Regions from separate parts of the Sus scrofa genome. Here region 2 is linked to region 1. Evidence: chromatin contacts called from public Hi-C data. All regions are on one chromosome and are shown on one strand. Each heading gives the region's core, a stretch centred on a gene start, on an enhancer-like site or on the middle of the called end of the contact. The rest is flanking DNA. Distances are from core to core; before and after follow the strand shown.

What was found. Hi-C and Micro-C count contacts between places; a contact is called where the count stands out from the background.
Region 2: a contact with region 1 is called in a Hi-C map of liver, with 8 times the contacts expected there. The contact joins the promoter of TARS2 here to the enhancer-like site in region 1. A contact is called at or near these places in 3 of 5 promoter capture datasets (fetal skeletal muscle, liver and skeletal muscle), 5 of 47 Hi-C or Micro-C datasets (embryonic fibroblasts, epiblast stem cells, fetal skeletal muscle and 2 more) and 2 of 2 datasets of contacts at active chromatin or transcription factors (alveolar macrophages and skeletal muscle).

What each region holds. Positions count from the first base shown.
Region 1 is chr4:98,539,018-98,541,717 of Sscrofa11.1, reverse strand. No RefSeq gene overlaps it. Among named protein-coding and RNA genes, the nearest start is that of ENSA, 12 kb to the right of the region's middle. Within about 2 kb of position 1,282, at least 9 of the 83 cell types and tissues checked have an H3K27ac peak or open chromatin away from gene starts, as enhancers often do. A contact at or near this core is called in alveolar macrophages, liver and retroperitoneal adipose tissue, where this site is marked.
Region 2 is chr4:98,633,897-98,636,596 of Sscrofa11.1, reverse strand. TARS2 (threonine--tRNA ligase, mitochondrial) reads left to right here and starts at 1,279. Exons shown (of 18, transcript XM_003355197.4): 1 at 1,279-1,417; 2 at 1,744-1,940; 3 at 2,250-2,373. The coding sequence starts at 1,352.

The sequences.
Region 1 (2,700 bases), core at 33-2,532:
CTGCGCCAGGGATTAAATCCAAGCCACAGTTGTGGCACTGCTGGATCCTTTAACCTACTGTGCTGGGCTAGGGTGGAACACATGCTTCTACACCAGATCCTTACCTCACAGGAAGTCCCACACACACCACTTAAAACCATAACCTGACAAATAGTTATTCACGATTTTGGCACCTTGCTTTCCTGAAATTTTGGGTCACTTTTTATTACATAGGTGAGATAGTCTCTTTTTTTTTTTTTTTTTTTTGGTCCATGCTCACAGCATGTGGAAGTTCCCAGGCCAGGGATCAAATCTGTGCCACAGCAGTGACCTAAGCCACAAAAGTGCTAAGGCCAGATCATCAACCTGCTAGGCCACCAGAGAACTCTGATGGTCTCATTTTTTAAGGTAACCCTTAATAGCATTTTACAATATTGACTGAATCAATTTAACCCATTAAACTCTATCCTTGGACACATTTTCCTGATTCTCCTATTTCGTTGGGCCCTTTTCTCTATTTCCTGCAGATGTTAGCCTTCATCCAGGTCAGTTCTTCAGTCTTTCTGCTCTTTGTACTTCCCTTCCACGCCTTTACTAGTATATCTTGAAGTCCACAAAATCTATCTCCTATCCTGACTTTTCCAACCTCTAGACTCATAAATCCAATAACTTAGTGGTCATCCACTGTTGGATGTCCTATAGGCACCTCATATCAACCCTTCTGCAAAACTGAGCCATCTTCCTTGTTACACTTGCTCTTCGGTTATAATCTCTGAATTGTAGCATCATCATTTACCCAGTAACTCAGGCCAGAAACATAGGAATATTCTATTAAAGTCCTGCCTCTTCCCAAGTCCCACATCCCACACCCAGTTTTGTTGACTGTACTTCTCATATATCTCTTGAATCTGTTCACTCTTTTTCATCCCCACTATCATTACCTTCTTTAGTTCCTCATCACATCTAATCTACAGAACTAGAGCAACATAACAGTTTTATTCATAATTCACCTACCACATGGTAACAGTTTACTTAGTACAGATTTCTCCACGTAGGTTTTGTTACTTCAAACTTACTATGCCCCAAATTGAATTCATCATCTTCCTCTTCAGAAGAGCCATACATCTCCCCGACTTTTCCATACCATTAGCAGCATCTCCAATACATCAATTTTACCCTCTCCAATCTCTTCCTAACATTGCAGTCAGAAAGGTTATCCTAAGGAGCCAATCTGATCATGTCATTTTCTTGCTCAAAATATTTACACAACAGCTTCTCACTGCTTCTAGGGTAAAGTCTAAAGGGCCCTTTGTGATCTAACCTTTGCTTCCCTCCACCCATCCTGGCCTTATTCCCTTCATTCTATGCTACAGTCAATCTCAATTATTTCAAGTTTCCAGAATGTAAAACCCTGCATCTTTTCACATATTGTTCCTTCCACCCGGAAGACCCCCTTTCCCAGCCTAACCCCTTTACCTAAGTCCTACTACTCCATCATATATCAGCTTTGAAGCCATTTCCTGTCAAAGGATTTTCCTGACTCTTCTTCTGCCACCTGCCCAAATTAGGTGAGTGCCCTTTCTCTATGCTTCCAGAGCATTTTGTGCTTATCGCTATCTTAGCACTGAATCTTTGTATTCTAATTGCCAGTCTACCTATCTTTATTAACCCCCCTTATAGTCTGTAAGCTCCTTGGGGGCAGGAGCCATATCTTAGGTGCTGTTGCAGTCCCAGAGGGAAGGGCTTTACATGCTTTATCTTGTTTAATCATCACAACCAACCTTTATGGTAGGTACTACATCATTCCTACTTTACAAAATAAATAACTGAAATAATGAGAGTTTAAGAAACTTGTCCTGAATTATCAAAGCATATCAAAATCAGGATTTAAAACCAGGCAACTTGATACTAGGACCAGTCCACCACTAAATTTGTCACCTTTAAATGCCTTCCCCACACAATTTGTCCATGACCTATCTAAAACTCAGAACTGACCCTCAGTGTTCCTGTGTCTACCCACAAGCCATATCCTTCTGTCTACCTTCCAGGCCCGCTCTCCAGCCGTTCCCAGGACTGGTGACACTGTTACTGTGGAAACACCAGATTCCACATTGTCTCATCCTTCTCTAAGTATTGGTCCTACCAAAAGGCTCTTTCTCACCTTACCTTTCTGGAGAAATCCTGTTCATCCTTCAGAATTTACTCCATGAAACCTTTCCTGGTCACTCTTTTCCCCATTCCTCTGCAGGCAGTGGAATCTGCCTCCACTCTCAGAAGCAGTGTGGCTTGTTTAAGTTACTGATTTAGTTCCCTCATTTGTATAATGGCAATACTAAGACTACCTACTTCGTAGAATTGTGAGGACTCGATGAGATGATGTAAATTAAAACATTAGAAATGGCCTTGATGCACAGCAAGCACTAAAAACATTTGCATTTATTATTATTACTTATCCCTATTCCTTTATGGAGCTAGGCTCCTACTGATGCAAGTTTAACACTGCAATGATTTCTTCATATGTAACTTCCCCACCAGGATGGAAACTCCTTGAAAGAAGCACCCACATATCATTCATACTTTAGCACAATGCCTGGTATATTCTAGGCACTTATTAACTAATAATTGAACTGGACCATTTAATACTACCCATCTTTCAAGTCCCAATTCAGTTTTCATTTCCTCCACTAGTATTTACCTAATGATCTCAGCCCTTTGACTTTC
Region 2 (2,700 bases), core at 30-2,529, 95 kb before region 1:
ACTTATGCCACGTCAGTGGCAATGGCGGATCCTTAATCCACTGCTCTGGCAGGGGATGGAACCCGAGTCTTTGCAGCCACCTGAGGTGGCTACAGTTGGATTCCTACCTCGCTGTGCCACAGCAGGAACTCCTGTGTTTCATTTTTCACTGTGTAAAACAAATCAAATATATCTAGTCTTATGTTCTAGATATAGGGAGAGGGGAGAGAAGGGATAAAGGAAGTTGAGAGCTTGGATGGGAATGAGAGGCAAAGGTCCTGTGTAGAAAGCAGAGAGCTAAGATTCTAGGGTCAGGAACTTTTTTTCTTAAGTGGTGGGGGAATTATATTGGGGATAAAATTCTTACTAGAGAGAGTCTGGTGTGGTAGAAGAATAGAAGACTTGGATTGAGAATCCAGCGTCAGTGCTTACTGTTTGATCTTAAATCACTTACCTTCTCTGATCTTAAATTCCTCATGTGTACGGTCTAAGAGGTCTCAGAGGTCCTTCTTTAAGCACCGAGTATGAAGGGACTCCAAGGAGTGCCCTCTGCTTTTGTTTTGCTCCAGCCTTAAAGTCTTTGTTTTGCTCCAGCCTCAAAGCTGTTATATGTTGTATTCATTTTTTCTCATGGATTGTTGCTATTGTTGCCGATTACTGTGGACCATGCAGTATATTAGACGATTTACATAAAATTAACCTCAACAGTTAAGGGTTTTTTGTTTGTTTGTTTTGTTTGTTTTGGCTGCACACGGAGGCATGTGGAAGTTACCAGACCAGGGATCCAACCCGGGCCACTGCCGGATCCTTAACTCGTTAAGCCACATGAGAACTACCAGAATGATATTATTATTCTCATTTTACAGATGAGAAAATTGAAGTTTAAAAGGAATTAATTTACCCCAAATTACGCAGTGATCCAGGATTTATACCAGGTCTGTCTCATTCCAGATTTATGCTCTTACCTGTTTCCTTCACTTCACATCCCGGTGAAGCCTGTGTAAAAGAAAACTTAGAGTTAAAAGGAAATAACAACCCCTTCTGGTCCGTTTTTCTCCCACTCTCTAAGTTTCCCTGCTTCTGTCCTTAAAGCCGCAGCATATCTTACTGCTACTTTGGTCTGAAACTCTGCAGGTACTGGAATTCCCTGTGTGCATCAGCTTAGGTCTTCCGGTCACCCGGAACCACCCACACCGCTGCTTGTGCTGTGTGGGGTATACCGCTTCGGAGTTCCTGGAGGTGGGGCCAGACTGGAGTGACAGCTATAACAACCAATAGGCATGGGTATTGTTGGGCCAGCAGCCAATGAAGAATCCGACAAAAGAGAAGGAGCGATCATTTATTTGAGGCTGTGTGACGGGTCTGAAGGAACATGGGGCTGTATCGGAGGTGGCGGCGACTTCGGCTCCCAGGGTTACAAGCCTGCGGGCTGCACACGGTGCGTGAGGTACCCAAAAGTTCCGAAACACATCGGACCTAGCGCAGCTGAAGCCCAAAGTATAGGCTCTCAACCCCATCTGACACCCCCTACTCCCGCCCTACGTTCGGGACCCGGCTACCGTAGCCCTTAGGTACGCCATCTTTTTCCTAGGGTAGCCGTCTGGGGAATGTAGCACTCCCAGCCTAGGGCCTTATACCTCCCATTCTTTTTTTAAAGACTGGGATTTAAGATCATGGCCACTTAAATGTTCTCACTTCCCACTACCCCCAAGCTCAATAAGGAATTTTGGGACCTGTGTTACCTCCTAACATCTTTTCCTCCAGGCAGCTGTGCCCACTCCTCCACACTGGTTGGTAGAGCGGCTTGGCTTTTTTGAGGAGCTATGGACCGCCCAGGTAAAGAAGTTAGCAAGCATGGCGCAGAAGGAACACCGGGCTATTAAGGTATCGCTTCCTGGAGGCAGGAAAGTGGATGCTGTGGCATGGAACACAACCCCTTACCAACTAGCTCAGCAGATCAGGTACCAGGCCTTCTATACCTACCGGGTAAACCTACCTCTGTACTTTGTTTACTTGAGCAGGGAAAGAACTCTGCATGTTTATTCCATCCCCATCAAGATAGCCTTTCCTGCATATTCCTTTTTATCTGCATTAGTTTTATGGTCTCTGACCTTTCTCTATTATGCATTGAGGGGAAAAAAAAAGAAAAGATTCCAGTGTTCTGGTAATACATTTCCCCTTCGCAAGTTTAGAGTTGCTAAGGATTAGTTCCTGTCTTCCTCTGTAGCTTGTAACCTTGTCTTTTTTTATCCTCACCCCCACTGTTGAAGTTCAAAACTGGCAGATACTGCAGTAGCTGCTGTAGTGAATGGAGAACCTTATGATCTGGAACGGCCCTTGGAAAAAGATTCTGACCTCAGATTTCTGACATTCGATTCTGCAGAGGGGAAAGCAGTACGTTTCTTCCTTATTGGGATATAGGGGCTGCTAAGAGATGTTTAAGTGGGAATTTCTAGCATTTTTTTTTTTTTGCCTCAGTTTCTCCATTTTCAGTTGAGAGGGAGGCCTACCATGGACTGCTTATCTTTTTTGATTTTTTTTTTTTTTTTTTTTTTTTGTCTTTTTAGGGCTGCGCTGGAGGCATATGGTGGTTCCCAGGCTAGGGGTCAAATCGGAGCTGTAGCAGCCAGCCTACGCCACAGCCACAGCAACACTGGATCTGAGCTGCACCTGCGACCTACATCACAGCTCATGGCAAACCAGATCCTTAACCCGCTGAGC